Linked DNA regions of Mus musculus: regions 1, 2, 4 and 5 are each linked to region 3. A link is a contact called in public HiChIP or PLAC-seq and promoter capture Hi-C data. All regions are on one chromosome and are shown on one strand. The core of a region is the stretch at or near the end of the contact, and the rest is flanking DNA. Distances in the headings are between cores, read along the strand shown. Region 1 has its middle 25 kb from the start of Sertad2. Region 2 has its middle 37 kb from the start of Sertad2. Region 3 holds the start of Cep68 (centrosomal protein 68). Region 4 has its middle 24 kb from the start of Spred2. Region 5 has its middle 16 kb from the start of Sertad2.

Evidence for each region. Promoter capture Hi-C pulls out the DNA fragments that hold promoters and counts their contacts. HiChIP or PLAC-seq counts read pairs in DNA pulled down with a chosen protein or histone mark.
Region 1: a contact with region 3 is called in an H3K27ac HiChIP or PLAC-seq map of embryonic stem cells, with 6 times the contacts expected there. The contact joins the enhancer-like site here to the promoter of Cep68 in region 3. A contact is called at or near these places in 10 of 39 promoter capture datasets (the C10 cell line, HPC-7-derived erythroid cells, cranial neural crest and 6 more), 4 of 484 Hi-C or Micro-C datasets (bone marrow-derived macrophages and embryonic stem cells), 21 of 115 datasets of contacts at active chromatin or transcription factors (the NIH/3T3 cell line, astrocytes, bone marrow-derived macrophages and 11 more) and 1 of 9 other capture datasets (embryonic stem cells).
Region 2: a contact with region 3 is called in an HNF4G HiChIP or PLAC-seq map of pancreatic cancer cells. The contact joins the enhancer-like site here to the promoter of Cep68 in region 3. A contact is called at or near these places in 4 of 39 promoter capture datasets (embryonic stem cells, liver, stem cell-derived epiblast-like cells and 1 more) and 2 of 115 datasets of contacts at active chromatin or transcription factors (embryonic stem cells and pancreatic cancer cells).
Region 4: a promoter capture Hi-C map of hippocampal neurons shows a contact between it and region 3, with 2.3 times the contacts expected there. The contact joins the enhancer-like site here to the promoter of Cep68 in region 3. A contact is called at or near these places in 4 of 39 promoter capture datasets (the C10 cell line, cranial neural crest, embryonic stem cells and 1 more), 5 of 484 Hi-C or Micro-C datasets (CD8 T cells, the N1E-115 cell line, cerebellum and 2 more) and 1 of 115 datasets of contacts at active chromatin or transcription factors (pancreatic cancer cells).
Region 5: a contact with region 3 is called in an H3K27ac HiChIP or PLAC-seq map of double positive thymocytes, with 2.1 times the contacts expected there. The contact joins the enhancer-like site here to the promoter of Cep68 in region 3. A contact is called at or near these places in 5 of 39 promoter capture datasets (the C10 cell line, embryonic stem cells, liver and 1 more), 1 of 484 Hi-C or Micro-C datasets (CD4 T cells) and 2 of 115 datasets of contacts at active chromatin or transcription factors (astrocytes and double positive thymocytes).

The regions. Positions count from the first base shown.
Region 1 is chr11:20,654,514-20,658,612 of GRCm38.p6, forward strand. No RefSeq gene overlaps it. Among named protein-coding and RNA genes, the nearest start is that of Sertad2, 25 kb to the left of the region's middle. Within about 2 kb of position 1,573, at least 174 of the 459 cell types and tissues checked have an H3K27ac peak or open chromatin away from gene starts, as enhancers often do. A contact at or near this core is called in astrocytes, bone marrow-derived macrophages, craniofacial prominence and 7 more, where this site is marked.
Region 2 is chr11:20,593,196-20,597,269 of GRCm38.p6, forward strand. It overlaps a transcript of Sertad2 not described here. Among named protein-coding and RNA genes, the nearest start is that of Sertad2, 37 kb to the right of the region's middle. Within about 2 kb of position 2,391, at least 35 of the 459 cell types and tissues checked have an H3K27ac peak or open chromatin away from gene starts, as enhancers often do. A contact at or near this core is called in pancreatic cancer cells, where this site is marked.
Region 3 is chr11:20,247,350-20,251,326 of GRCm38.p6, forward strand. Cep68 (centrosomal protein 68) reads right to left here and starts at 2,075. Exons shown (of 7, transcript NM_172260.3): 1 at 1,958-2,075.
Region 4 is chr11:19,898,218-19,902,370 of GRCm38.p6, forward strand. No RefSeq gene overlaps it. Among named protein-coding and RNA genes, the nearest start is that of Spred2, 24 kb to the right of the region's middle. Within about 2 kb of position 2,689, at least 8 of the 459 cell types and tissues checked have an H3K27ac peak or open chromatin away from gene starts, as enhancers often do. A contact at or near this core is called in cerebellum and hippocampal neurons, where this site is marked.
Region 5 is chr11:20,613,815-20,617,861 of GRCm38.p6, forward strand. It overlaps a transcript of Sertad2 not described here. Among named protein-coding and RNA genes, the nearest start is that of Sertad2, 16 kb to the right of the region's middle. Within about 2 kb of position 2,582, at least 71 of the 459 cell types and tissues checked have an H3K27ac peak or open chromatin away from gene starts, as enhancers often do. A contact at or near this core is called in astrocytes and double positive thymocytes, where this site is marked.

The DNA of each region.
Region 1 (4,099 bases), core at 323-2,822, 410 kb after region 3:
CCTCATTTCAAGGCCAACCTCAAATGCCTGTCCATGAATCCGTCTCCGCATCCTCCTCATAAGAGCCCATCCTGTCCTCAACTCTTTCAGGGCTCCAGACTTTGCAAGAACAAATTCTGTCCTGGCTTCACCTGAGCTGCACACAGGTTTTCTTTGCAACACTACAGTTCTGAAGAACAGGAACCCTGGGATTTCGTCTTCTCCAGACGTCGTCACGTCACACCCCCACAAACTATACACTGCCAGTGTTAATAAGCAGTAGAGTGGCCCCAGACAATGGCCGTGCTTACTTAGGTATGCGTCCCTAGGGCTGATGTCTGACTCCATAGTACAGCTGAGCAGGTACAGTTGTACTGACTCTTAGTTCAAAGGAGTTGCCATTTGGCCCTTTACAGAGACACATTGCCAAAGTGATACTGCAACCCACACAATCCTTAAGATAGTGTTGGCGCAAACAAGGCAGACAGGCTTTCAGTAAGGTGGACGTTTACCCCTAAAGAGATTAATTGGCTTGGGTGTCCAGGGAGCCCCAGTGTACCAGAGTGCTGGAGAGGAGGGAACAGGGTTAACAGCCAAGCCACATAGGAGGGGGATATCTTCAGAAAGCTCTAGGCCTATGAGGGGTCTGGTCTTCTGCTCTAAGGAGCCTGATTATGGCTTCAGAGGAGTAGCATTCAGCTTGGCTCATTAGAAGACCCTTTGTCACCAACCCCAAGCCTGCTCCTCTCTTTCTCTCCAGCCCTAAATAAGTTTGGTTTTGTGTGTATGGAAACCGGTTGTTATCCCAGCTGGTCTCAAACACCTGCATGTAAGTGCTTCTGTCTTGGCCACCTGAGTTGCTGAGGCTATAGTTTCTCTCCAGTCTTTTTAGCACAGCATATCTTGCCTATAGTTTGGAGACCTGAAAACTCTTCCCCGGGTCTGGGATGGGTTGGGGGGAGGTGTGCCCCTCCTGACATACCTACATCACTACCTTAAGGTATGGAGAGGAGCAGCCAGTAGGACCAGCAGTTAGCCAGTAGGGAGAACTTTCTGTGACTGAGCACTCTGGGTGTTCTCAGACTCCCTTACTTTGGCAATGTGACTTGAGGTTAGTAACTTATTGGGAGCAAGATGAGGCTGGCTATCTGGCCTCTCCTTGTTTGTTATCACAGTGGGAGGGCTGGTCTTGGACTGCAGACCAAAAGGATTTGAAAAAAACTCTTGAAGGCCCTAAGGTGCCACCCTTGGAGGCATCTGGGATGGCTTGTCCTGTGCACGACAGGATCAGACAGCACATGGTGACATTGTCCCTGGAGCTGGGAACCCTCTCTGCAGCAGTCTGGCTGTCTCAGCCCCATAGTGCTACAGACTTCCCCCGCCTCCCAGGCAGGGCCAAGCTGCCAGCTGCCTGCAAGGCTTATTGTTCAGCAGTGACAAGAAATGGCTGCAGAGCACAAGCTGGAGAAAGGCTGGAGGCAAAGTGGGGGAGGGGTGGTAGGCTGAGGAAGCTCTCAATGCCCCTAGCACAAGCCTGTGTTCCTGGGAGAAGTCTGAGAGGAACCCAACCTTAGGGAGTCAGGCCCCTCCCTCCTCGGCCCGACAGGCTTGTCTTTCAGATGTGGGAAGTGTGTCGCCCCGTTTCTGCACCCAAGCAGAGGAGAAGGCTGCCTCGGGATTCAGCTGAGTGGCTGAAGACAGAGCCATGTGGCCTGCACTTTGGCAGGCTGAGGCAAGTCAGCCCGATCCATGCTCCCCTTGCAGTTGGGTCTGGAGAGGGTCCAGAGATGAGAACAGTTTCTGATGTGTGCACAGCTACCAAGTGTTTTCCAGACAGCTGTGAGTGTGCCGATTTGGGGGGTGTGTGGCCTGCAGCACTAGCGGGTGCTTCAGTCATGCCCATCCCTGCTGAAGGCTTGGGGAGACTTGGAGAGGTTGAGCCATGAAAACCTTGGGATCAGCAGCCGGCCATAGGAGGAAGTCTCTGCAACCGAAATCACCAGGGACCAAAGCCACTGGGAGAGGCGAATCTAGCGTCTCTACCTACCGAGGAGAATCTCCCTCCCATAGCCCCAGACATATGCCGACCCACCGTGGAGGGGATGACTGATGTAGTCACAGAGCCAGCGCCCACTGGGAGCCAAACCCTTGGTCTTGCCAGACCAGTCCTGATAAAGGGGAAACCTCGTCCTCCCATCTTTCTCTCTCTCACCTCTTTCCTCTTCGTCAGCCCCCCTTCATCCTGCATGCCTACTTGAAGTTGAATTTGGTTGGCACACAGACTCTGGCTTGTCCTCTGCATCATGGGGCCTTTGTCTGGGGGCTGGTCGGCTGGGCGTCCGCTCTGGGCTCGGAGACACTGGTGCTGCATTCTGTAGAGGGTCAGGCCCAGGATGGGGGAGGGATTCTGATCAGTCAGCAGCTGGGACTAGGGTTCCTTTGGAGGCAGGGTGTGTGCCTGCTCTGAGCAGCCCGGCACCCCAGCGGGCACCCCAGTGGCGAGGAAGAAATGCAGACCAGCTCCTCTGAGTACCGCCTCCCCAAGAGTCATCTCTGCGATACCCCAGCGGCCAGCCGGAAACGCAGAACCACGAGGGTGGGCAAAGCTATGTCTGGAAAGCATTTCTGTCTCAGATCACCGTCTTACTGAGGTTTTTTAAAAAGGAAAACCCCGGGTCCAGAAAGGTTTAGGTAAGGCAGCACAGCTGGCTCAAGAAGACATCTGAGTGTGCTGCAAGGCCCTTTCTGCACATTTGGGAACACACTGCTTTGCCTTCCAGGGGCCACAGGTCACGTAAGGCAATATTGTGGACTTGTCACCAAGCAGAAATCCCTGGCTGGCTTCAGCCTGGCTCAGAAGAGACGGAGGGAATAGTCTCTGAGCTGGTTAGTTTTTGTCAACTTGACACAAACCTAGATGACTTGAATTGTTTCCATCAAATTGACCTGTGGCCATGTCTGTGGAACATTTCCTTGAGTGCTTGATCGATGTGGGAGAGCCCACCCACTGTGGGCAAACCAGGGGAAGCAAGCCAGTAAGTGGCCTTCCGGTTTCCCAGTGGCTGCTGCTTCAGTTCCTGCCTTGAGTTCTTGCTCCGGCTTCCCTGGACCATGGAACATGATCTGGGAGTCAAATTAGCCTTTTCTTCCCCTGGTTGCTTTGGTTTGTATTTTATCACAACAGCAAAGCAAAGTAGGACAGAAATGGGTACCAGGTGAGGGATGTTGTATTGACATTTTTTTTTTCTGCCGTTTTGAGGAGATTATGGTGGCATTTGGAACTTTGGGCAGGAAAAGCCATCGAGTGAGTGCTCAGAATTTAATGAGATGTTTTGTAGGAGCTTGGAAGATAAGAATGCTGAGCAAGGGCTAGAGAGATGGCTCAGCGGTTAGGAGCACCGGCTGCTCTTCTGTGGGTCCTGAGTTCAAATCCCAGCAACCACATGATGGCTCACAACCATCCGTAATGAGATCTGACGCCCTCTCTTGAGTGTCTGAAGACAGCTACAGTGTACTTACATAGAATAAATAAAAATCTTTTTAAAATTTTTTGAAAAGAAGAATGCTTTGAGCAAACCGGTGGGGATCTGGCTTGGGACGTTTCTGAGGGAAATCTGAGAGTCACTTAAAGGCTCTCAGTAGAATATGATCTATTTGAATTCAGGATCTATGGTTTCTGGTAAGCTGGGATGGAAGAATCAGTTTCGACTAAGAAGAAACCAGCATGGTTTGAGATGTAACAATCTGGGAGGATTTCCTCAGAGTCAGCAGCGCACAGAGGCCGAGCTGCAGAAGACGCCAGGGCTGAGGCTCAACCTGCCGGCCACACTTGGTAGTGTGTAAGAATCCCCCGAATGTTAACTGGTTTTGGCTGCATGAAAGCTACAGAATAAAGGGTTATAAAGAACAGCTGTGAGAAGCTAGGAGCAAGCAGCCATTGGTGAAGGCATAGCCTTGGGAGTAATGGAATCCCCAGGGACTGAAAGGGCCATGGAAGGAAGCCAAGACTTGACCTCAGGTGGCGTGGCTGGAGTCCCTGTAGAGAGACCAGTAAATGTGCAGCCTCAGGTGCAATACAGACCCCAGCATATGGGAGATGCCAGGACCAGAGGGGATGAGC
Region 2 (4,074 bases), core at 1,141-3,640, 350 kb after region 3:
AGTGGGACTGGGGGTTGTTTGTGAGGCTTTCTGCTTGCTTTTGGGACCCTTTCCTCCCACTGGGTTGCCTTGTCCAGCCTTAATATGAGGGGTGGTGCCTAGTCTTATTGCAACTTGATATGCCATGTTTGATTAATATCCCTGGGTGGCTTGCCCTTTTCTGAAGAAGAAAAGGAGGAGGAGTGGATTGGGGGTGGGGGCAGGGGTGGAGATGCTGGGAGGAGAGGAGGAAAAGTGCACTTGGGATATAATGTATGAGAGAATAGTGATGATGATGAAGAAGGAAGAGGAGAAAGAGGAGAAGAAGAAAATTATGAAGACTATGTCCTCAGATTACACTGTCTTTAAGAAGTAGACTTCTCTCCTTGAGTATGTATTGGACTTTGTATCTGATGAGGAGCAGTTAAAGATCCTGGGACAGAGAGATGGGCCAGTGGCTAAGAGCACCTACAGCTGTTTCAGGGGAGTTCACTTGCTGGCACCCATGTTGGGTGGCAGCTCTGGAAGGGTCCAGGGGGACCTGATGCCTCTGGCTACCTTGGGCACTAGCACACACTCATGCACAGATACACATAAATAAAAATGAGAAAAACAAATCTTTTAAGAAAGGTGCCATAACTTCCAATTTGGCTGCTCCCTTTGGAGCCATTCATACTGGTGGAAGTTCCGTGCTTCTTGGTTTTGTGTAATGAATTTTCACATTTCTCAGGTCATTCTTATTATGTGTCTCACCCTTCCCACCCCTGCCACCTCTACCTTGCTGCACTAGTCTTGGATTTTTCTTCAAAGTACTAATCATCTTGTGGGGGTGGGGGGAGCTTTTTTTTTTTTTTTTTTTTTTTTTTTTGGTCAAGGCTTATTTGACTGATGGCATTGTTCAAATGAATTTTGTGAAATCTGTAAAAATTTCTAGTAAAATACCTTTCTTCATCCTGGGCCATAAATAGTGAGATTAACTTTAGCACTAATGTTGAACTAAGGAATTCATGTTATTGGAGTCCACAGAGAGTGACCATCACCCTTGCACCTTGCAGCTAAATGATGTAGAACATGTTTTTGTTGTAGTTTAGTAATTCTATGGAGACAGACAAAGGTTTACTCTTACTCGGTCACATTGCCTAAGAGGAGGGTGGGGAAGCTCAGCCTGTGCTGGTGTTGGAATGTGGGGGTGAATGTGGTAGGAATTGTCCCTTACACGACAAAGCTGTTCCTTTCCTAGAGACAGCTTGTGTCTCCTGTCCCTTCTGTGGCCCGTACATTTGCATTGCCAGTGACCTGCCTGCACGGTGGAGCTGATGGCACGTGCGCTGTGTGCTGTAAGCTGCACTTACGCTTTCTGCACTTAGCAGAATAATTGGAATATGGCTGGTATCGACAAACATTTGTCCACTGGATCAGCTAAACCACAACAGGGTCTCACCGCTTCCTCAGGGTAGTGGCAGGAAATTCCAAAGCAGGAGCCCAGAATAGGCCCTGGCAAAAGTTTCCACTGACGGGGGCCCTGATGGCCACCGTCTGAGCACGCCTGTTTCCCGTCCAGCACTTTGCACATGGCACAGAGGCTCCATGGGAGTCTGTGCCGTAGAGGTTCTTCTTTCCATGGCCTGAGGAAGGTGCAGGGCTGAAGGGCAGTCATTTGGAAAGAAACTGCACAGGTTAATGTTGGAAGGTACCGATTTTTACTTCTGAAAAGGGTAGGCATTTCTGTAACACACATACACTCGAGTGTGCACACAGACACACACACACACACACCCGTCCCCACTGCCCCCACTTTGGTTTCTTCCTATTACATCCTGTCTAAACACCAAGTGCAAAGATTTCAACCCTGCCAATGTGAAAACCTGCGAGTTGGATGAGTCATGGATGGATTGTACAGTATACAAATTCTTTCTCAATGGAATTATTTACAAATGCTTCTCTCTCACACACAGACACACCGAGAGAGACAGAGAGAGAGAACATACAAGCAAGCGAGCGAGCGAGCACTGGTCACTCTGTGTGTATGAGAGTTTGGAGGTAGGAATTGCAAGGAGACTGGCTGTTTTTGTTTATACTGCTCATGAATATTATAGCATTTTGTAAATCTCACAGATTTCATACTCTTCTTAATCAAAATACAGTAACATTGTTTGATTGAAGAGAGTATGAAATGTATATGATTGTATAATATAGACTATTACTTTGAAATGAAATCCTTGGTTCAAAGGATTAAAAAAAATTAATTATTTGAGCAACTTTCAAAGACCCGTTGCTAATATACAAACTGTAGGTATAAGCAAAGGCATTTTCTTTTTAAGATCACGGATACACTCTTAGTCATATCTACTTCACTTTCTCCCCTCACTCCCCTCCACTCTCCTCCCGACGTGTCACCTTCTCACCTTCATGTCTGTTCTTGTTCTTTGGGGTGGGGTTGAGGGTGAGGCAGACCACGGAGTCCGGCTAACGCAGCCTGCTAGATAGTGGCTAATCTTGTTGGCATGCTCTTCTGCGTGTCTTGTGCAGGCGATGGTGTTACGTTCAGAAGGCAACACTTTCCATCTCTAGCTCCTCTGTTCTTTCTGCCTCCGCTTTCAGGATGTCCCCGTGCCTTACAGGGGGTTGATACAGACGTTCTATTTAGAGCTGTCTCTAAATTTGACAGTCTTTTTTTTTTTTTTTTTTTTTTCCATTTTTTATTAGGTATTTAGCTCATTTACATTTCCAATGCTATACCAAAAGTCCCCCATACCCACCCACCCCCACTCCCCTACCTGCCCACTCCCCCTTTTTGGCCCTGGCGTTCCCCTGTTCTGGGGCATATAAAGTTTGTGTGTCCAATGGGCCTCTCTTTCCAGTGATGGCCGACTAGGCCATCTTTTGATACATATGCAGCTAGAGTCAAGAGCTCCGGGGTACTGGTTAGTTCATAATGTTGATCCACCTATAGGGTTGCAGATCCCTTTAGCTCCTTGGGTACTTTCTCTAGCTCCTCCATTGGGAGCCCTGTGATCCATCCATTAGCTGACTGTGGGCATCCACTTCTGTGTTTGCTAGGCCCCGGCATAGTCTCACAAGAGACAGCTACATCTGGGTCCTTTCGATAAAATCTTGCTAGTGTATGCAATGGTGTCAGCGTTTGGATGCTGATTATGGGGTGGATCCCTGGATAAGGCAGTCTCTACATGGTCCACCCTTTAATCTCAGCTCCAAACTTTGTCTCTGTAACTCCTTCCAAGGGTGATTTGTTCCCACTTCTAAGGAGGGGCATAGTGTCCACACTTCAGTCTTCATTTTTCTTGAGTTTCATGTCTTTAGGAAATTGTAACTTATATCTTGGGTATCCTAGGTTTTGGGCTAATATCCACTTATCAGTGAGTACATATTGTGTGAGTTCCTTTGTGAATGTGTTACCTCACTCAGGATGATGCCCTCCAGGTCCATCCATTTGGCTAGGAATTTCATAAATTCATTCTTTTTAATAGCTGAGTAGTACTCCAAAACCAAATTCTCACATTATCTCTCCACGAATCCAGCCCTTCAAAGGGTAATAACAGAAAAAAACCAATACAAGAACGGGAACAATGCCCTAGAAAAAACAAGAAGGTAATCCCTCAACAAACCTAAAAGAAGACAGCCACAAGAACAGAATGCCAACTTTAACAACAAAAATAACAGGAAGCAACAATTACTTTTCCTTAATATCTCTTAACATCAATGGTCTCAACTCCCCAATAAAAAGACATAGACTAACAAACTGGCTACACAAACAAGACCCAACATTTTGCTGTTTACAGGAGACACATCTCAGAGAAAAAGATAGACACTACCTCAGAATAAAAGGCTGGAAAACAATTTTCCAAGCAAATGGACTGAAGAAACAAGCTGGAGTAGCCATCCTAATATCTGATAAGATTGACTTCCAACCCAAAGTCATCAAAAAAGACAAGGAGGGGCACTTTGTTCTCATCAAAGGTAAAATCCTCCAAGAGGAACTCTCAATTCTGAATATCTATGCGCCAAATACAAGGGCAGCCACATTCATTAAAGAAACTTTAATAAAGCTCAAAGCACACATTGCACCTCACACAA
Region 3 (3,977 bases), core at 825-3,324:
ATCAGGAAAACTGTGGTCACAGATTGAAGAAAGGAGACACGTTCTCACAAACTGCCCTCTCCCCACCACATGCAGTATGCTGCCTCTGACCTCCACACAAAATAACTGTTTCACATGATGGGGATTCCTGAGGAGAGCTATAGTGAGGGACAGATACAAGCGACACACACTGCATACACATATGAAAACTTCCTCTTTAGAATTAGCTTTGAGGTTTTATTTTTGTGTACATGTATGTTGTACCTACAGAAGTCAGAAGAGGGGTGGGTCCCCTGGGACTGAAGTTGTAGAGGCCAGGTTGGTGTTGGGAACTGAGCCTGGGTCCTCTAGAACGGCAGCCAGTGCACATAACTGCTAAGCGAGCTCTCCAGCCCCTATATGAAATGTTCAAAAAATTAAAATTTTTAAGAAATTTCAACTTTGTGGTCATGTGGGTGGATAGTGGTGGTGTAGTGGTACTGCCCTGACAGAGGGGTGGGCAGTGGTGGCCCAAGGCCTGGTACATATTTTCAGAGCCTCTTCCTGCCACAACAGGGTAAGGACTTTAAAAGCATAAATCTAAGAATACTCTCTGGGGTCAGAGCAGCAATCACAAAAGGTTTGAGGGATGGCCTCAAGACAGAAAGACAGACACCAGAAGAAGCAAGAGTTATACAGATATTTGGTAGTGGTACCTGGGTGGGTGGGTGGGTGGGGCATCTTAAGACAGGTCTCTGTGTTTATATAGCTCAGTCTCAGAGATCCACCTGCCTCTCTCTCCCGAGTGCTCTGGTAGGTCTAAGTATTTCTTCTTATCTTAGGTATTTTATAAACCTTGGAATTGGCACTATTACTCTTCCTAGCCATGTTTTTTTGTCCTGTCGTGCTGGGGCCTAAATTCCACTTTATAGATGAGAGAACTAAGGCACACGTGAATTTATCCTGAATTAGTAGTATGAAAGGGACTAAAGTCTGAATTGATTCAGAGAGCCCAGCTGCTTCCTTAACCTGTAAAAATAATCCAACAACTTAAAGGCTTTTAAAAGTTCCGGTTCCCTCAACGTTGGGCTTCACTTGTTCTTGTTTTCTTTTGGTTTCCTTCCCTTACAGACCTTTCATCCTGTTAGGGGGCGGGGAAACCACTTCATTGCCAACCCAGGCCCATATGGGCTGCCCAGAGAAGGGTATGTTTTTCAGTTGTGGGGGTAGGGAAAAAGTTTTTAAAAGCTTCTGTGATGATGTGAAGCTGGGTTCCCTTACACCCACTGTTCCTAAGTGATCCAGAATTTAACCCAGTCCGCTGGAGAGAACTAGGTGAGTAGTGGCTTGTATTTGAACCAAGCCCAAAGCAAAAAGTGTCGCAAGCTGTATACCAGACTACCTCTTTCCTTGTCTCGGACCCCATCAATTCCCAGTAAGGTCTACTCTGCTCGGGCACTGGGAGTTTTTAGCTTTTATTATTATTTTTTTAATTTTTAATTGAATAAAACATGGTAATTATAAAATTACTAAGTTTGGGGCATGTGCTCCCGGGCTGCTGAGACTGGCTAACAGGTGACAGATGACAAGGGTAGATCTTAGAGATAAAAAGTGCGCCGCTTTGCTTTCCTCCTCCGGATGCGTTCACTGGGCCATGGAAGCAGCAGCCGTCCAGACGCGAGCGGCTGTGGCTGTGACCCGCCGGTTCTCCGCGACCAAGGTCGACGCGCGCACAGCTGCATGGGGCTGCCAGAGGTGCGGCCCCACGCGCTCTGCAGGCCGCGCTGGCCCTCCACAGCCTGCCCCTCCGCTCGCCTCCACCCGGCACGGTCCGCAAGATGGAGGCGAACGCGCGAGGCGCCCCCATCGCGGCCAGCCTTTGTGCCCTCCAGGCCGCGGGCCTCCCCCAGGGTCCCCCACGCGGAGCCCCGGGCACGAGGGGAATGCCCCGACTCGAGTCTTGGCGCCGCGACACTCGAGCCGGCCACAGCCTTTTTACCTCACTCCACACCGCCGCACGTCCCGAGCGACCCGCGTAGCTGGGCCAGGGTCCCAGGCGGCGACGACGGGGCCTCCCGCGGGCGCCCGCACTCCTGGGGAGGGAGGGCCAGGCGCCCGCCACGCCCTCCGCCCTTGCCGCTTCTCCGCGGAGGACGCCCCATGAAGCAACCAATCCAAACTCTCCGTTCGGATGCTTCACCAATCCACAGCTCGTATCTGCCATGGGAACCCGCCCCCTGCAGGACCCTGGCCTATGGGTGGCCGGAGCTTCTTTCTCCGCTGTCCGGACGCGCGTGCCAGCTGGGTGTTCGCGGTCCTGGCGTCCACGCAGGCCCACGCGGATAGCAAGGCGCGCTCTCCGCGGATCGAAGGCTTGCGGTGTTTGGGTCGACGTGCTCTCCGCGGCTGGGAGGGTGGTTCCAGGCTTGGTGCTCCCCTTTTGCGTTGTGTGGAACCCCCAGGGCATGTCCGAATCTGGGCATCGGGCAGAAGTTGGGCGAGGGGACCAGGTGTGGGTCGAGCTCCCTCCCTCCCCCCACCCCCGGCCCCTCGCCACCGTCCTGAGACTCTGAGGCTCAGGAGGCCCAGCCTGTCTCACCAGTAGTGGGAGAAGGGACTTCCACAGTGTTCTGGGCCTGTGAAGTTTAGAGAAGGAGCTGGACTGATCTTAACACGACAGAGACTTAATCCAACCTAAGACCACAAACTTAACTGCCAGGCTGGCCTGCCTGGCCATAGTGCTCCTTCTGCCTCGGCTTCCCCAGTGCAGGGAGTACAGGCAAACCCTATCATGCCCAGCTTTTTATTTGGCTTTGTTTTGTGTGTGTGTGTGTGTGTGTGTGTGTGTGTGTGTGTGTGTGTGGAGAGAGAGAGAGAGAGAGAGAGAGAGAGAGAGAGAGAGAGAGAGAGAGAGTGAGTGTAAATTTCATCGTATCCCAGGCTGAATTTGAACTCCTGATTTTGTCCCAGTCTTCCCCATACTGGGTGTTTTAAAGTAAAAGTGTATTGTTATATGCAAGGCCTTGAATTCTCTCTTCAACCCAGAAGGAAAAAGTTAAAAAGGAATTCAGAACCGAAATGTGTCAAATAGGTAGGTAGCATTTACCAGCGTGTATCCAGTTACTTGTTTAAAGGAAAAAATAAATAAAGGACGTATGAAGTCATTTAGCAGTAAATATGGTAATGCGATTGAGCACCTGGATGGTCTCAACCAGATGTGTTCTGTACTCTTCTTTGACTTTGGCCCAGCGGCCTTCTCTAAGTGTTCTTGCTCAGTTGGAAGGGCGTCCTGAAACACAGAAGCCCAGGAACCACACTGCTCTAAGAGGAAGCCTCCTAACTGAGGTGTTGCAGCTCCCAGGGGGAGGGTATCCCCAGCTCAGCCCCACTCCTGTTCTTTCCTTCTCTTCATTGCTTCTTGGCTTCTGATGAGAGAGTACCACCAGGCAGCAAAGCTCATAAAAGATATTTATTGGAGGGTCCAAAATGTGGAGGGATGAATCCAGGGGTGGCCACCTCCGCTCCAGGAGCAGAGAGCAGGGAATTGAACAAAGAGCAGGGCTTATATAGGGTTTCTTAGTGGGTGGGGCTTTTCAGGACAGAGATTTCCAGGATGAGGATTGGTAGGATTTCAAGTCCTGAGCTTGGGGAGCTCAGGGATTGGTGGATTCTTGTGCTCAGGGATTACTATGTTTTTGTTTGAAGCTCAGGGATTGGTGGGTTTTTTTTCCCCACCCCTTTTCCTTGCATCGGGCCTATGGGTTGGGATGGGAGGACCTTCCCAGCCACAGGCTGCTTTGGCTGAGGCTCCATCACTGCCCAGCTGCTTGGGGAGGCTGGACGAGGTGTTGCCATTGTGAACAGCTCCTGTGATGGTTATTTCACGGTAAGCTGAGATGGGAAAAGTGGTACCAGCTTCTGTGGGGCACCTCCTGCAGACTGAGGAGATGGCGTTGTTTTGATAGTTGCTGTTTTTTGATAACTCCAGTGGTGGTGGTATTTTACAGAGGCAGGCTGGC
Region 4 (4,153 bases), core at 1,439-3,938, 350 kb before region 3:
CCACTGGGTGACACTGCCTCCTACTCCCAAGTACTGGAGTACCAATACCATCATGGCTGCCTTAGGTATTCCTTTCATATTCATCTGTAAAATGGGCATTTTTTAAAAGATTTTTTATTTATTATTATATGTAAGTACACTGTAGTTGTCTTTAGACACACCAGAAGAGAGTGTCATATCTCACTATGGATGATTGTGAGCCACCATGTGGTTGCTGGGATTTGAACTCAGGACCTTCAGAAGAGCAGTCAGTGCTCTTACCCACTGAGCCATCTCTCCAGCCCAAAATGGGCATTTTTATTTATGAGAGAGTTTATGTCTATGAAAAGCAAATAAAGTAATATAAGATAGCACAAGTCAGGCTCTAATTCATGCCCAGTGAATGATAAGTCCATGCAGGAAATGCTTCTTCCTCAATGTCAGACTTCCCAAGTCTGGATGACCTGCTGTCAGGTGTGCAGGAAGTCACCCAAGGGTCTCATTTACATAGCACTGTTGTGATGGTTTGTATATGCTCTGCCCAGGGAGTGGCACTATTAGAAGGTGTGGCCCTGTTGAAGTAGGTATGTCACTGTGGGTATGGGCTTTGAGACCCTCATCCTAGCTGCCTGAAAACCAGTATTCTGCTAGCAGACTTCAGATAAAGATATAGAACTCTCAGCTCCTCCTGCACCATACCTGCCTGCATGCTGCCATGCTCTCGCCTTGATGATAATGGACTGAACCTCTGAACCTGTAAGCCAGCCCCAATTAAATGTTGTCCTTATAATAGTTGCCTTGATCATGGTGTCTGTTCTCAGCAGTAAAACCCTAACTAAGACAACTGTGAATGACTCAAATAGATTTTCCTATCAGCTGCTCAATGTAGATAGCATAGGTGGCTATGTGTGAGCAAACACAGAGTGAAAAAGAGAGCAGAGAGAGAGGTAGAGACACAGAGAGATCCTCGGGGCTGTGTCTAAATACCAGGAACTTACATGTTGTGAGTCTCGTTCTGAGCCTCAGAGCAAGGGTGCCTGAGTTCAGACCCTGCTTTCACCCCTACTTAACACAGAGAGAAAGTAATTTAACCTCTTTGTTTGTTTCCTTTGGTTTGATGTTCTGAAGCAGGGTCTTACTATGTAGTACTGGCTGCTTGAGACTATGTAGACCAGGATGGCTCTGAAATACCAGCAGTCATCCTGCCTCTGCTTAAACTCAACAAAGCAATCATGCAATCATTCAGGTTCTCTCTCTCTCTCTCTCTCTCTCTCTCTCTCTCTCGTGTGTTTCTCTCTGTTTCTGTTTCTGTCTGTGCATGTCTCTCTCCTTGTGCTATGACTTGAACTCAAAGTCTCCTGTGAGATAGGCACATGCTCTACCACTGAACTATATCCTAAGCCAGTAATTAACCTTTCAGTGCCTAGTTTCTCCCGTCCCTAACGGTTTTGCTATTAATAGTCTTATGTCTCATGGTGAGTGAATTACTGTGATACATGTGATGCACTTAGAACAGGGCCTGGCACATAGTAAGTGCTCAATAAACATTAGTTATGATCACGGATGATGGCATTTTGAGCATAAGGTAGAATTCTTGGGTGGCTTGCTTCCTTCCCCAAGCCTGAGCCAAATGCCCCCTCACCAGATGGCTGCCTGCTTATGGGGAGGGAAAACCATCTGCTTTGCTTCGAGTGTCAGGAGCACAACTCTACACTGAATGAGAAGACTTCAGTGTAGAGAAACTCAGGGAAAGTAGATGTGAGAAGTGCATTTTCACGAGCAGTGTTGCACCAGAGGAAAAGGAAGGGGAGTCTAGGACCTTCTTAAGCCGAGAGTCCTCAAGACTGGCAGCAAGCCATGCTCCAAAGCTCTCCCATCCCCGGGCCCACCCTGTATAGAGGGATATTCCAGGCAGCTTTACCTGTGTGTGTGTGTGTGTGTGTGTGTGTGTGTGTGTGTGTGTGTGTGTGTCTGTCTGTCTGTCTGTCTGTCTTAATCTGCCATCAACTCTCATCACCAATCCATAGACAATCTGCCCAGTGGCTGAGGAGGACCAAGTGGGGTGACAAGGGGGTAAAGGGAAACTTGTTCTGAGGTTTGTGGAGTTTGTTTGTTTGCTTTGTTTGAGATGTGGTTTCACTCAACAGCCCAGGCTGGTCTAGAACTGCTCCCAACCAAACCTAACCTCTCTTGTGTTTTTAACTGCAGTTTATGTCGTTACTCAATAACATGGGCAGCCGCTATTCATTTTATTCACTTTATACATGGACCAATAAACGTCCTCAACTCACTTACTAAATCTCCTTTCTTCATTCATTATTCCATCCTCGCCTACGTGTTTACCTGATTCACGTCACATTGCTATCTGATATCCTTCAGTGTGTGTGTGTGTGTGTGTGTGTGTGTGTGTGTGTGTGTAGCTATGTGGGGAGAGAAAAATAGGAAGTTTGTTGTGTGAGTCTGTGTCTTGCAGGGGGTTGGGGCAGTGGAGAAGGAGAGAAAGAGCAAATAAGGGAGGGAGGGAAGGAGAGGAGAGGTATTAGGAGCCAGAGAAGGATGGTGGGTACCCTCCCTTTCAGGCTTACCTTCTAGAGACAAGTTTGTCACTGAACCTGGATAGGTTGCTGGCCTGCCGCAATGCTCCTCCTGTCTCTCTCCCCCATGGAACTGGATGACAGTCACTTATAGCCATGCCCTGCTTTTCCCACGGGTGTTAGGATCCAAACTCTGCACAGCAGGCGCTCTTTCCCACTGAGCTCTCTCTCCAGCCCATCTGCCTTAGTTTTTGAGGCAGAGTCTCTTGCTGAATCTGGGGCTCACTGATTTGGGTGGGCTGGCTGGCCAGTAAGCGTCAGGGATCTGCCTGCCTCTGATCCAATAGTGCTAGGATGGCAACACATGCTGCCTGGCCCAGCTTTTATTGTGGGCATTAGAGATTTGAACTCAGGTCTTCATGCGTGCAGAGCAAGCTCTTTACCCAGAGTCATTGCCAAAACCTCCACATCCCCTTTCTCAGTTAGCTTTATTGCTCAGAAACCACTATTCTATAGGAGTCCTTTCTCCTCTTTTAGTTTCCCACGGACAGCCCCGTATGCGGAATTTAGAGGGAAATACATAGGCAAGTACGGAATTGCTTTTTAGGATGAAACAAATTTGATGGCCAGCAGTGAACGGTGTGTGATAAAGGAAAAAGTTGAAGATAGAAAAAAGAAATGAAGTGGGGTGGGGGTGGGAAAGTGGCACATGCCACTTGAGAAAGCAAGACAGGAGGACTGTGTTCAAGGCCAGTCTGGGGCTACATAGTGAGTTTGAGGACAGCCTTAAATACAAGAGGAGAGAGGAGACCCTGACACAGAGGGAGTGGTTAGAGGGGGATGGCTTGAAACATTGAAAACCTGGAATGGGATTTTCCTGGCGATAGCAGGATTAGCGTTAAGCAGGAAATGAAGGAACATGAAGCTGATGGAGTGTGGACTAGAGAGTAAGTACGGATGCAAAGGCGGCTGCAGGATCTCCTGTGAGATGGCTGCACTGCAGACATTGGTGCCACAACGTAGGTGCTTGCGCTGGAATGCCTAGAGAACACAAGAACCATAGGGGTTGTTGCAGTCTCAGGTGTTCCTCTCTTACTCTGATTTGTTATGTTTAACTTAAGGAACAACACACCACTTCCTGCTCCCACTATGGTAGAAACTAACAGAAGCTTTTGCCCAAGAAGTCAGTCAAGTCCCTTCCAGAAACATTAGGAGGCAAGAAGCAACCATTAAGAACATAAGGAAAGACCTAGGGATTAGCTAGGTCAGCAGTGTGCTTTCCTAACATGATAGAGAGCTGTGCATTCAAGCATCCGTATCCTGTAAGACTGAGCTGGTGGTACAGACTATAATCCCAGCCTCCTCCCCCAGAATGGGGGGAGGGAAGGCAGTCGAAACCGAAGGCTGAGGGCACTCTCAGCCACATAGCCAGTTTGAGTCAAGGGGCTGGAGAGATGGCTCAGAGGTTAAGAGCACTGACTGCTCTTCGAGAGGTCCTGAGTTCAATCCCCAGCAACCATCAGTAACAAGATCTGACTCCCTCTTCTGGAGTGTCTGAAGACAGCTACAGTGTACTTACATATAATAAATAAATAATTCTTAAAAAAAGAAAGAAAGAAAGAAAAGACCATGAAGAGCTA
Region 5 (4,047 bases), core at 1,332-3,831, 370 kb after region 3:
AGGATAGGCTTGGAAACCAGCAGGAGAAAGCTTGGGGGAGGGTGAGGATGGGAGGGTGATTCTCAGAAACCCCAATTTCCAACCCAGACACCAAATGTGCACAGCTGGCTTAGTCATTTGTGGGACTTCAGAAGAGGCACACATTTGAAGAGGATATAACTAGGCTGGTTTAATTTATTTGACAGTTCTTTATTTGGAACTGGGGACAAGGCAGGTGCATGCATGGTGTGTGTGGAGGTCGGCGGACAACTTGAGGGATCCCAAGGTTTGAACGGAGGTCATCAGGCTTGGTGACCTTTTACCTACAGAGTCAACTCACCATCTCCCTGGCCAGTTTTAGATGTGCTGTGAGTTGGACATGTCTTTAGATAACCAGTGGAGATATCTGATGTGAAAGGGAGTATAAACAGGCCAATTACACAGTTACTGTTCCAAGGATCACTCTTTGGAGATTGAAACAGGATGCTATTAATAATTATGGCAGGTTAACAAACATAGTTCAGGAATGGCCCTGATTTGGACTAGGGTGTCTGCCTATATTAAAAAAGAAAAAAAAACCTAAGGTGGGAGAGAAATCATTAGTATATAGGTGCCCCAAGAGTGAGCGAGGTTGCCTATGAGAGTTTTCCTTACGTGTGGGTATCCTAACCCACCACCCTAACCCACCACCCCTGCGGCTGACCCCCACTCCCGGTGCACACATTCCTCTGCCCCCAGACTGTAGCCAGAGGTTATTGGAAGGCGTTTTTTGTTTTGTTTTCATTCTAGGTACTGGAGATAGGTCATGGTAGAGCACTTGTCCAGTATGACAAGTGAGTTTGAGCGGCAGCCTGGAGGGAAAAGTCTAGAGCTGCAGGACTCTGACAAGTCTGGAGGGGAGGAAACAGGAAAGTACGGATGGACAGAGCAGAGAGAGCAGGGAGATGGTGGCTCAACACAAGAGCTGGCAGGAGGTAGGCAGTGGCCGCTGCCGCTGCTGCCACCACTGCCGCCACCGCGTCATGGCGTTTACGAGACACCTGGACCCTGTTCTGGGTTGGCCAGTGCGGTTGATTTGGAGTAGGAGACCGAGCGAGACTGTGAAGGGTAAAGATAGGAGGAACTACTTGTGCCCAGCATGGTTCAGCCATCATGTGGGAGAAAATTCCTCTTGTCTTAAGGGCAGAGCCCACTGAGTCTGTGGTTTGTTGACTGCTAGAAGAGGGTGACACTGAGCATTGAAGGGACTTAAGAAATGCCATCCTGCAGTCAGCTTCCTGTCAGGAGGGAGTGCCTGTGTTGTGGAGCAAGCATCACAGCTGATTCCGGTAGAAAAGGAGAAAGAAAAGGACTGGCTTGAAGTCTTGAGATTTTCCTCTTTCCCTTAAGACTCAAGATGGGCATCTTGAAAAGAATATTAATGTGTCTTCTGGTTGCGTTGCTTTGTTGAAATGTCAAGGATAAAATGTTGATAATCCATCAAGCTAGATTTTTTATGGGCTGATAAACACTGCATCTTTATTAAGTGACAAACACTTCAGGTGAGCACATTCCTTTAAAATGTGTGTGTGTGAACGAATATGTCTATGTGTATGAATGTGTGTGTGCGCGCATGAGCGCGAACAAGTGTGTAGTGTCATATACATTGGATGGGAAACAGGTGTTTTATTGTTTGTTGGTTTTGAGACACTTTCTCTCACTGTATAGGCCTAGCTGGTCCTGAATTTATGATCCTCCTGCCTCAACTTCCCAGGCACTAAGATCACAAGCCTGTCTTAGTTATGGTTTCTATTGCTGCAGTGAAACATTGTGACCAAAAGGCAGGTTGGGGAGGAAAGTGTTTATTTGGCTTCCACTTCTCCATCATAGTCCATCATTGGAGGAAGCCAGGACAGGAACCTGGAGGCAGGAGCTGATGCAGAAGCCACGGACAGGTACTGCTTACAGGTCTGCTCCTCATGGCTTATTCAGCCTTCTTTCTTATAGAACCCAGGACCACTATAGCCCAGAGATGGTACCACCCACAGTGGGCTGGGCCCTCTCCTATAAATCACTAATTAACACCCTAAGGGCATGTGTGCAGCCTATCTTAGGCATTTTCTCAATTGAGGTTCCCTCCTCTCAGATGACTCTAGCTGTGTCAAGTTGAGATAAAATTAGCCAGCAGAAAGCGTATAACATCATTCCTGGTGAAAAGCAAATTTTTAAGCCAAAAGAAAAAAAAATGAGAAGTGTTTAAGACAGCGCAACATTACAATAGAATATTGCCTTGTTTTCTTTCTGGTTCTTCTGTCTCACAGAAATTTCTGTAAGTTCACTCCCTCAGAGGGGAAAAGGCAAGGACACAAGCAAGAGAATGAGAAATGCTTCATGGCTCTGTAAGGTCTGAGCAAGCTCTGAGGAGAGACCTCAGGCGTGCTGTGGGGCAAACAAAAGGCTGTTGTGAACTGTGTGCAAGAGCTGGTGAGAGTTTGTATTCTGTGGGAGTTATTTCCTGTTGTTGACTAGAGTTCTTTATTTAGAACCACCTAGCTTCAGAATGCCTGCTAGCTTGCAGAGAAGTGTGTACTTAAAACATAGGCTTGTTTCAAGACAGTCTCTTTGAAAATGAGTCACACTATACACACTCCGATGTACAGACATCAAGAGCAGGTATCAGTGTGCTCAGAGGTGGAGCGAGGCTGATAGTAGTTACCTGAATTCTCTGGGAAAGATACTGGGTGTGTGGCAGTGGGGGCATGGGTGAGCTAGCTTCCATTTAACAACACATTGAATCTAGTGGCAGATATCTGTAATCTCTGCCACTCTTAGAGTCTGAGGCAGGAGGATAGCAAATTTTAGGCCAGCCTGGACAACTTAGCAAGACTGTCTCCGTACTAAAATGTAAAAGATAGTAGATGACAGAGATATAACACAGCGTTAAAATGCTTGCCTAGTTTTGTATGGCCCTTGGTCCAACTCCAGAGCAACAAAATAAAATAAATAAGGAGATAAAAGAATAAATACATTCCAAAGAAATAAATTCTTTGGAGTTTTGAGAAGATAGCCAAATGACCTTCCTATTTTAAGAGAAAGCTTATGATCTTTCTGGAATGGTAGACATTACGTAGCAATCAAGAAATATGCCCAAGCACAACTATAAGCCCTGTCAGACATCCTTCTCCTTAAGGACTGCAGGTTGCTTTAACATTGCAGTTGAGCTTTGTGTTTATCTAGTTTGAATCAGGGTCTCACTGTGTAACCCAGACCTTGAACTTGGCACCTTTGTATCTATAATCAGCCACTCAGATTACAGACACATGATAACGTGCTTCCTGCTCGGTGTATTAAAAGTATAATATAATATAATTATACTTTTAATGTAGGGTAATACCTCAAAATTAATGAGAGGGATACATTACTACAAAATCATGGGAGATGAGTGTTTACTATATGTATGTCCAGTGTTCATTATTTTATTTTTATGTGTATGAGTGTTTGCCTGCATGTATGTCTGTGCACACATATGTGCCTGGTACCTTTGGAGGTCAGAAGAGAGCATCAGACCCCCTGGAACTGGAGTTAAAAGATAATTGTGGGCCATAACATGTATGCTGGGAACTGAACCTGGCCCTTCCATGACAGCAACAAGTGCTCTGAACCCCAGGGCTTCTCTCTGTCCCCATGTCCAGTTTTTATTTTTAACATACATTGGAGACTGTAGATAAAAATCTCCTTATAAGTTCTGCATCATGGGATTCATAAAGAAAAAAGAGAAGAAAATGTATTGTTTACCTGTTTATTCTGAAACAATAAATTTAGAATTTTTAAATTGTAACACATTTATTTGGTTTTGTTATTTTTCCTTTTTTTAAAATTAGGTATTTTCTTCATTTCATTTCCAATGTTATCCCAAAAGTCCCCCATACCCACCCCCACTCCCCTACCCACCCACTCCTACTTCTTGGCCCTGGTGTTCCCCTGTACTGAGGCATATAATGTTTGCAAGACCAATGGGCCTCTCTTTCCACTGATGGCCGACTAGGCCATCTTCTGCTACATATGCAGCTACAGACATGAGCTCTGGGG